Linked DNA regions of Capra hircus: region 1 is linked to region 2. Evidence: chromatin contacts called from public Hi-C data. All regions are on one chromosome and are shown on one strand. The core of a region is the stretch at or near the end of the contact, and the rest is flanking DNA. Distances in the headings are between cores, read along the strand shown.

Region 1 (2,700 bases), core at 24-2,523, 77 kb after region 2:
TCTGCCTTCTTTATGGTCCAACTCTCATAACCATACATGACCACAGGGAAGACCATAGCCTTGACTACACGGACCTTTGTCAACAGAGTGATGTCTCTGCTTTTCAGCACACTGTCTAGGTTTGTCATAGCTTTCCTTCCAAGAGGCAAACCGTCTTCTGATTTCATGGCTGCAGTCACCGTCTGCAGTGATTTTTGGAGCCCAAGAAAAAAAATTTCTCACAATTTTCACCTTTTCCCTTTCTATTTGCCATGAAGTAATGGAGCCAGATGCCATGATCTTAGCTTTTGCAATGTTTAATCTTAAGCTGGCTCTTTGACTCTCCTCCTTCACCCTCAACAAGAGGCTGTTTAGTTCCTCTTCGCTTTCTGCCATTAGAGTGGTGTCATCCGCACATCTGAGGCTGTTGATGTTTTCTCCTGCCTATCTTGATTCTGGCTTGTAACTCATCCAGCCCGGTATTTCTCATGATGTGCTCTGCAGATGAAACAAACAAGGTGAGAGCAGACAGTCCTGTCGTACTCCTTTCTCAGTCTTGAACCAATCAGTATGTGATGTGTGGGATTGTAAGGAAATTTCTAATTACGGTGTGACATACAGTTTCCCCAGATGAATGCCCCAGGTAGATCATAAAAGAAAAGTCCAGCCGCCTTGGGGGCCCCCCTCTGTCCCATCTTACTCCCTCTCCTTGTCTCCCCAAGGATAAGCACTCTCCTGATTTCTAACACAAGTTAGTTCATCTTTTTTTGCTGTCTGTTTTTTGTTCCAAACTAGTTTAAGAGTTCCACTTTCACTCCTCAATAGATTTTTATGTATTTCCTATATGCTCCTTCACTCATTATTTCATCTAGTTCTGAAGGGTTATTGAGCATCATCTTGATCAGCCAACCATCTTCACACCCAGATCTGTTAGTCCTGGATTTTCTGCTAGAGTTTCATTCATTTCAGTTACTTCTCCTGCGAGAGGAGATCAGAGTTCACTAGCAGCTTTCACACTTGTCAAAGCACTGAATTCCTCTTGTTTGTCCAATTCCAATTTGGTCTCAACTTTGTAAGCAGACTACAGTAATAATAATTTAAAAAAAAACTCTCAAAGCTTCCTGTGCAAAATTGCGGATTCCCCCTGTTCCAACACCGTTTTCAGTTGTTACCCATTCATGCTTGTCGTGAATGTACACACCCAACAGCAGAGAGGGGCCTCACAGCGGCCGCCCGTCGCCCCCAAGGCCGCGGTGGGCTGGGCGCCTTGAGCGCAGATGACGCCCAGGCTGCAGACCCCGGCCTGCAAGCTCCGCGCCGCTCACAGCGCCATCTGTTGGCGTTATTCAGTAGCTAAGCCACGTCCGACCCTTTGCGACCCCCGTAGACAGCAGCACGCCAGGCTTCCCTGTCCTTCACTATCTAGCTCGCCTTCTTTCCGTGCTTTGTATAAACACACTCCTCCCAGAACCTATGGAGTCTGGCTTCTGTCACTCACTTATGTTTGAGGTTCATCCATTCTGCTTACCATCAGTTCTCACTGCTGGAGAGAATCCCATCCGGTTCTTCATCATCTATGCGGTTGATGGACATTGGCTAGGGGCACAGTGACCGTGGCAGAGCTTGGGAGACCATGAGGAGCCCGAGGGGAACAGAGAATGCGCGAGCCCTGAGGGGAAAGAACACAGTCCTGATGAATCTGGGCTCGGGCATTCTCTGTTCCCCTCGGGCCCCTCATTGCTCAGGCGTCTGTACAACCAATCCCATCCATCCTTTCCAATCCTATATGGGGATAAGCGCTCATATTGGTCCTAATTTGTATTTTCCTGGTGTTACTGAAGCAAACTTGGGTCCATGAACCCACAGTCAGTGAAGGCAGTCTACTGAGACCCGGTCGTGATGAAGGAAAGGGCAGAGCTTATCGCAGATGCCAAGCAAGGAGTCCAGACAGCCAGTGCTCAAAACACTCCAACTCTCCGATGACCTTCAGATAAAAAATTTTCAGAGACACGGTGAGGGAGGGCATCACGCAGTGCGTGATCAGCTCGTGGACATTCTTCTGAATGGTGGGTGGTGAGGTAACTGGGAATCAACATCATTGACCTTCTGGTTCCAGTTGATCTGGGGTCTACATGCTCGTGGGCAACATACAGTTAACTTCTTCCACTTGCTGGGGGTTTCAGTATCTGCAAAACAGCGCAGAGGACATGGCTCAGAATATTACCCATAGCCCTCGGGGAGATGCTAAATGCCCCTGATTTTGTTTAATGGCTAAACTATTATATTATTTTGTCTTGCTTGACTGTTGTCCATTGTTTCTGCATTTTCTCACTTCTTCAATTAAATTTATTCTTTGGAACTCAGGAAGACCTAGGAGGCTAAAGATTTTCTACAGACAAGAAAGAGGTGGGTGGAAGACACGGGGTGGGGTCTGGGGGAGCCTGCTTGGTTACACTAAGGAAAGATGAAAACAATGTGTTTGTTTACTCTCTTGAAGGGAAATCCTGTCCCTCTCACTCTTTCTTCCTGTAAAATTTGACTTGACCAGCTTGCTACTGGCTTTCCTATTACAGATGAAGTTCCATGACCTTGCTCGAAGATATTTGCTAATCTTCCTAAACACAGAATAATGTAAGACAGAGATGAGGGTCCCCTCGCTCCACAGCAGTTATAAGAGACCTTGCTATGTCATAGAAGTAGTTCTAAGCACCAGTTCAATGA
Region 2 (2,777 bases), core at 197-2,696:
TGGGGATAACTGAAAACCAGTAGCCCAGCCTGGGTGACAAAACTCAAAGTGAAGTGACTTAAGGTCAAATTTAAGTTCGATCCTCCTGTCGGAAGGGAAGGCATGCAGAATAAATCCTGAGAGAGGCAAGCTGGAGACAGGGAGGCAGCCTCCCACCCCAAAAAGCCTCTCCCTGTTCCGCACCATGAGGGAGATCACGTTCACTCCTGCTCTGGACATGAATTCCAGGTAGAGCCCCACCAGCTCAAGGCTGGGGGAGAGCAGAGCTCTCAAGTGCAGAGGCCACCTCCCTGCCACCCCCGCAGGTGGACGGCCCCCACCTGCCTCATCCACCCTCTTCCTGCTGGCCTCCCCAGACCCTGGTTTTGTGAGCAAGGATCATCCTCCCTCCTCGTCCCCATTCCCAGGCCCCTCTTGCTGAGAAGCTGGAGATGGCCAGGGCCGCCTGCCAGGGGCTCGTCGGGGTCTCACAACCACCCCCTGCCCAGCAGGGGCCCCCTCTCGAAAGGCCCGCCCGCGAGGGCGGCCGCGGATCTGTCCCTCCCCTGCAGGCCCCGTGTTGCGCCCGGGCTAGGGGCCCGAGAGGGGGCTGTTGGGGCTGGGCCAGGTTACCTTCAGGAGGAAAGTTTTGGGTTTGGGTCCCCTCTTCTTGGGTCCATACAGCTCACGCTCCCGCTCCCTGCGGCAGAGAAACACCCGAGGTTAAAAACGAGCCCCTTCCCGGGCCCCACTCCGTGCTGCCTTCCCCGGCCCTCCCGCTTCCCCGCGCGGCGCCCCAGCCGAGCCTCGGCCCCGCCGCCCCTGCCAGCTTCCCAAACTCACTTCTGTTCGAAGGCTGCAATGAGCCGCGAGTCTAGGATGTTCTCTTCGGGCTCCCAAGTGCTGTACCTGCCGAGTTACACATGCACAAAATAAAAAACAAAACGAGAGAAGCAGAGGCACATGCGAGGGAGCAAATGTGCGCACCCCCCAAGGTAAAAAAAAAAAAAGGCCCCGATGTCCGCTGCCTCCCTTCCCCCCTCGCTCCTGGATCCCGTGACACTCACTTGATGGCCCACCCCTTCCATTTCACCAGGTACTCAATGCGTCCCTGAAAAAGAGAAGGAAAAAAAGGGGAGAGTGGGGGTGGGGAAGATGCGGGGACGCGAGGAGGCGACGGCGCGGGGGTGGGCGAGAGAGCCCAGGTTAGCGGGACCGCTTCGCCTAGCTGGCCCACAGACTCGGACCTCGGCTGCGGGGCGAGGCGTCCCGCCCTGGGAGGCGGCTCACCTTTCGGATCCGCCGTTTGATGATAGATTCGGCCGCGAAGACCCGCTCGCCCACTGCAGACAGCTCCATCTTGCTCAGCGGCACCCACAGCCCATAATACTCCCTGCTCCCGCGGCCGGTGCTGCACCGCTCGCGCACGCGCCGCAGCGCTCAGGCTCGGCGGGCGGGCGCGCGGCAGGGCGCGCGCTCGCGTTCCAGCTGCGGGCCGTCACGTGACCCTCCGGGCTGGTGCGCCGTTGCCAGGACCTCCTCCTCCCCCGGGGCGGTTGCTAGGGAAAGTGAGCGCACGCGGGACCGGGGCGCGCGCTGGCTCTTAAAGGGGCCTAGCCTGGCTCGGGGAGCCGCGGCCCCGAAGCCTGGGAAGGAGATGCTTGGCCTGCGGGAAGCCTGGTTGTGGACAGTGCAATCTTACAAACACTTTCTCATTCTCCCCTCCATCTTCCTGGCCCCCGACCGCTGACTACCTCTCCCTCTTAACCCTCCCTTACAAGTCACTCCTGGGCCCTGGGCGGTGAAGGGGGGTGGAATTTCTACAGCCGCTGCTCAGCTTCCCAGCAGAAGTTTGCAAACAGTTAAATATGATACAGCAGAAATGCATTTGCTGTTGCCTTGCCAGGCCCTGCGGGAATTTCTTTAAAACACTGCTCCCCCCGCCCTTATCCATTATTTATGTATTCGTGGGAGTGTGGTTTTGTAACCAGTTCAGATGAATTAAAACAAAAACGCCACCGCAGGAAAGGGTGGGGGGAGACGGTGAATGGGGCCGAGGAAGGTCGGGGTGATCCCTTGGATTTGTTTTCGGCCGGGGTCTTGGGCGGGCACCTGCCTTCACCAGGAGGGAGGTCGGGTGAAGACGCAGCGAGCAAGATGTGGCGGTGGTTGGGGGCGGGGGGGGGGGGCGGTCCAGGGAGGAGAGGCCGCGGGGTGACTACAGGCTTCCTACATACCAGATTGGGCCCGAAGCGGGTCATCCTTGGGTCACTCGGCAAAAGCCGCCCTCGCGGTCAGGTCTCTGTTTTCTGATTCCCAGGCCCCCTGGCCGCGTCATCCTTCTGCCGCCTACAGTTCCTCTAATGGTTCCGCCATTGCTAACGGGGAGACCACAGCCCAGCTTCCTATTTGGGGAGGGAAAGGGAGACTTCGGCTGTCCTGGAGAGGGCACAGAGTACCCCTGCCACACAAACCGCGCCATTTCATTTTATTTTGAATTATTTAAACTTTATTTTTAAAAAAGAACACCAACAGCCTTGTTCTTGCAATATTTTTTAAGTAAGAAAAGAAAAGAAACTGTCTATAATATCCATCCAACCGTTAACCTCTTCATGGATCTTCTTCGAGCCTCTGTCCTATGTCTAATAAACACACGTACCTATGCTCCTTTGTACGTTATATATATATGTAGTAAATGGCAACCCACTCCAGTATTCTTGCCTGGAGAATCCCATGGACAGAGGAGCTTGGTAGGCTACAGTCCACGGGGTCACAAAGACTGAGGACTTCACTTTCAC

The links. A called contact is a pair of places that touch in the nucleus more often than the background predicts.
Region 1: a contact with region 2 is called in a Hi-C map of blood, with 3 times the contacts expected there. The contact joins the enhancer-like site here to the promoter of CBX6 in region 2. A contact is called at or near these places in 2 of 5 Hi-C or Micro-C datasets (blood and liver).

Annotation. Positions count from the first base shown.
Region 1 is chr5:109,472,653-109,475,352 of ARS1.2, forward strand. No RefSeq gene overlaps it. Among named protein-coding and RNA genes, the nearest start is that of CBX7, 61 kb to the right of the region's middle. Within about 2 kb of position 1,274, at least 1 of the 5 cell types and tissues checked has an H3K27ac peak or open chromatin away from gene starts, as enhancers often do.
Region 2 is chr5:109,395,112-109,397,888 of ARS1.2, forward strand. It overlaps CBX6 (chromobox protein homolog 6), which reads right to left and starts at 1,447. Exons shown (of 5, transcript XM_018048780.1): 1 at 1,270-1,447; 2 at 1,047-1,090; 3 at 823-888; 4 at 613-679. The coding sequence starts at 1,338.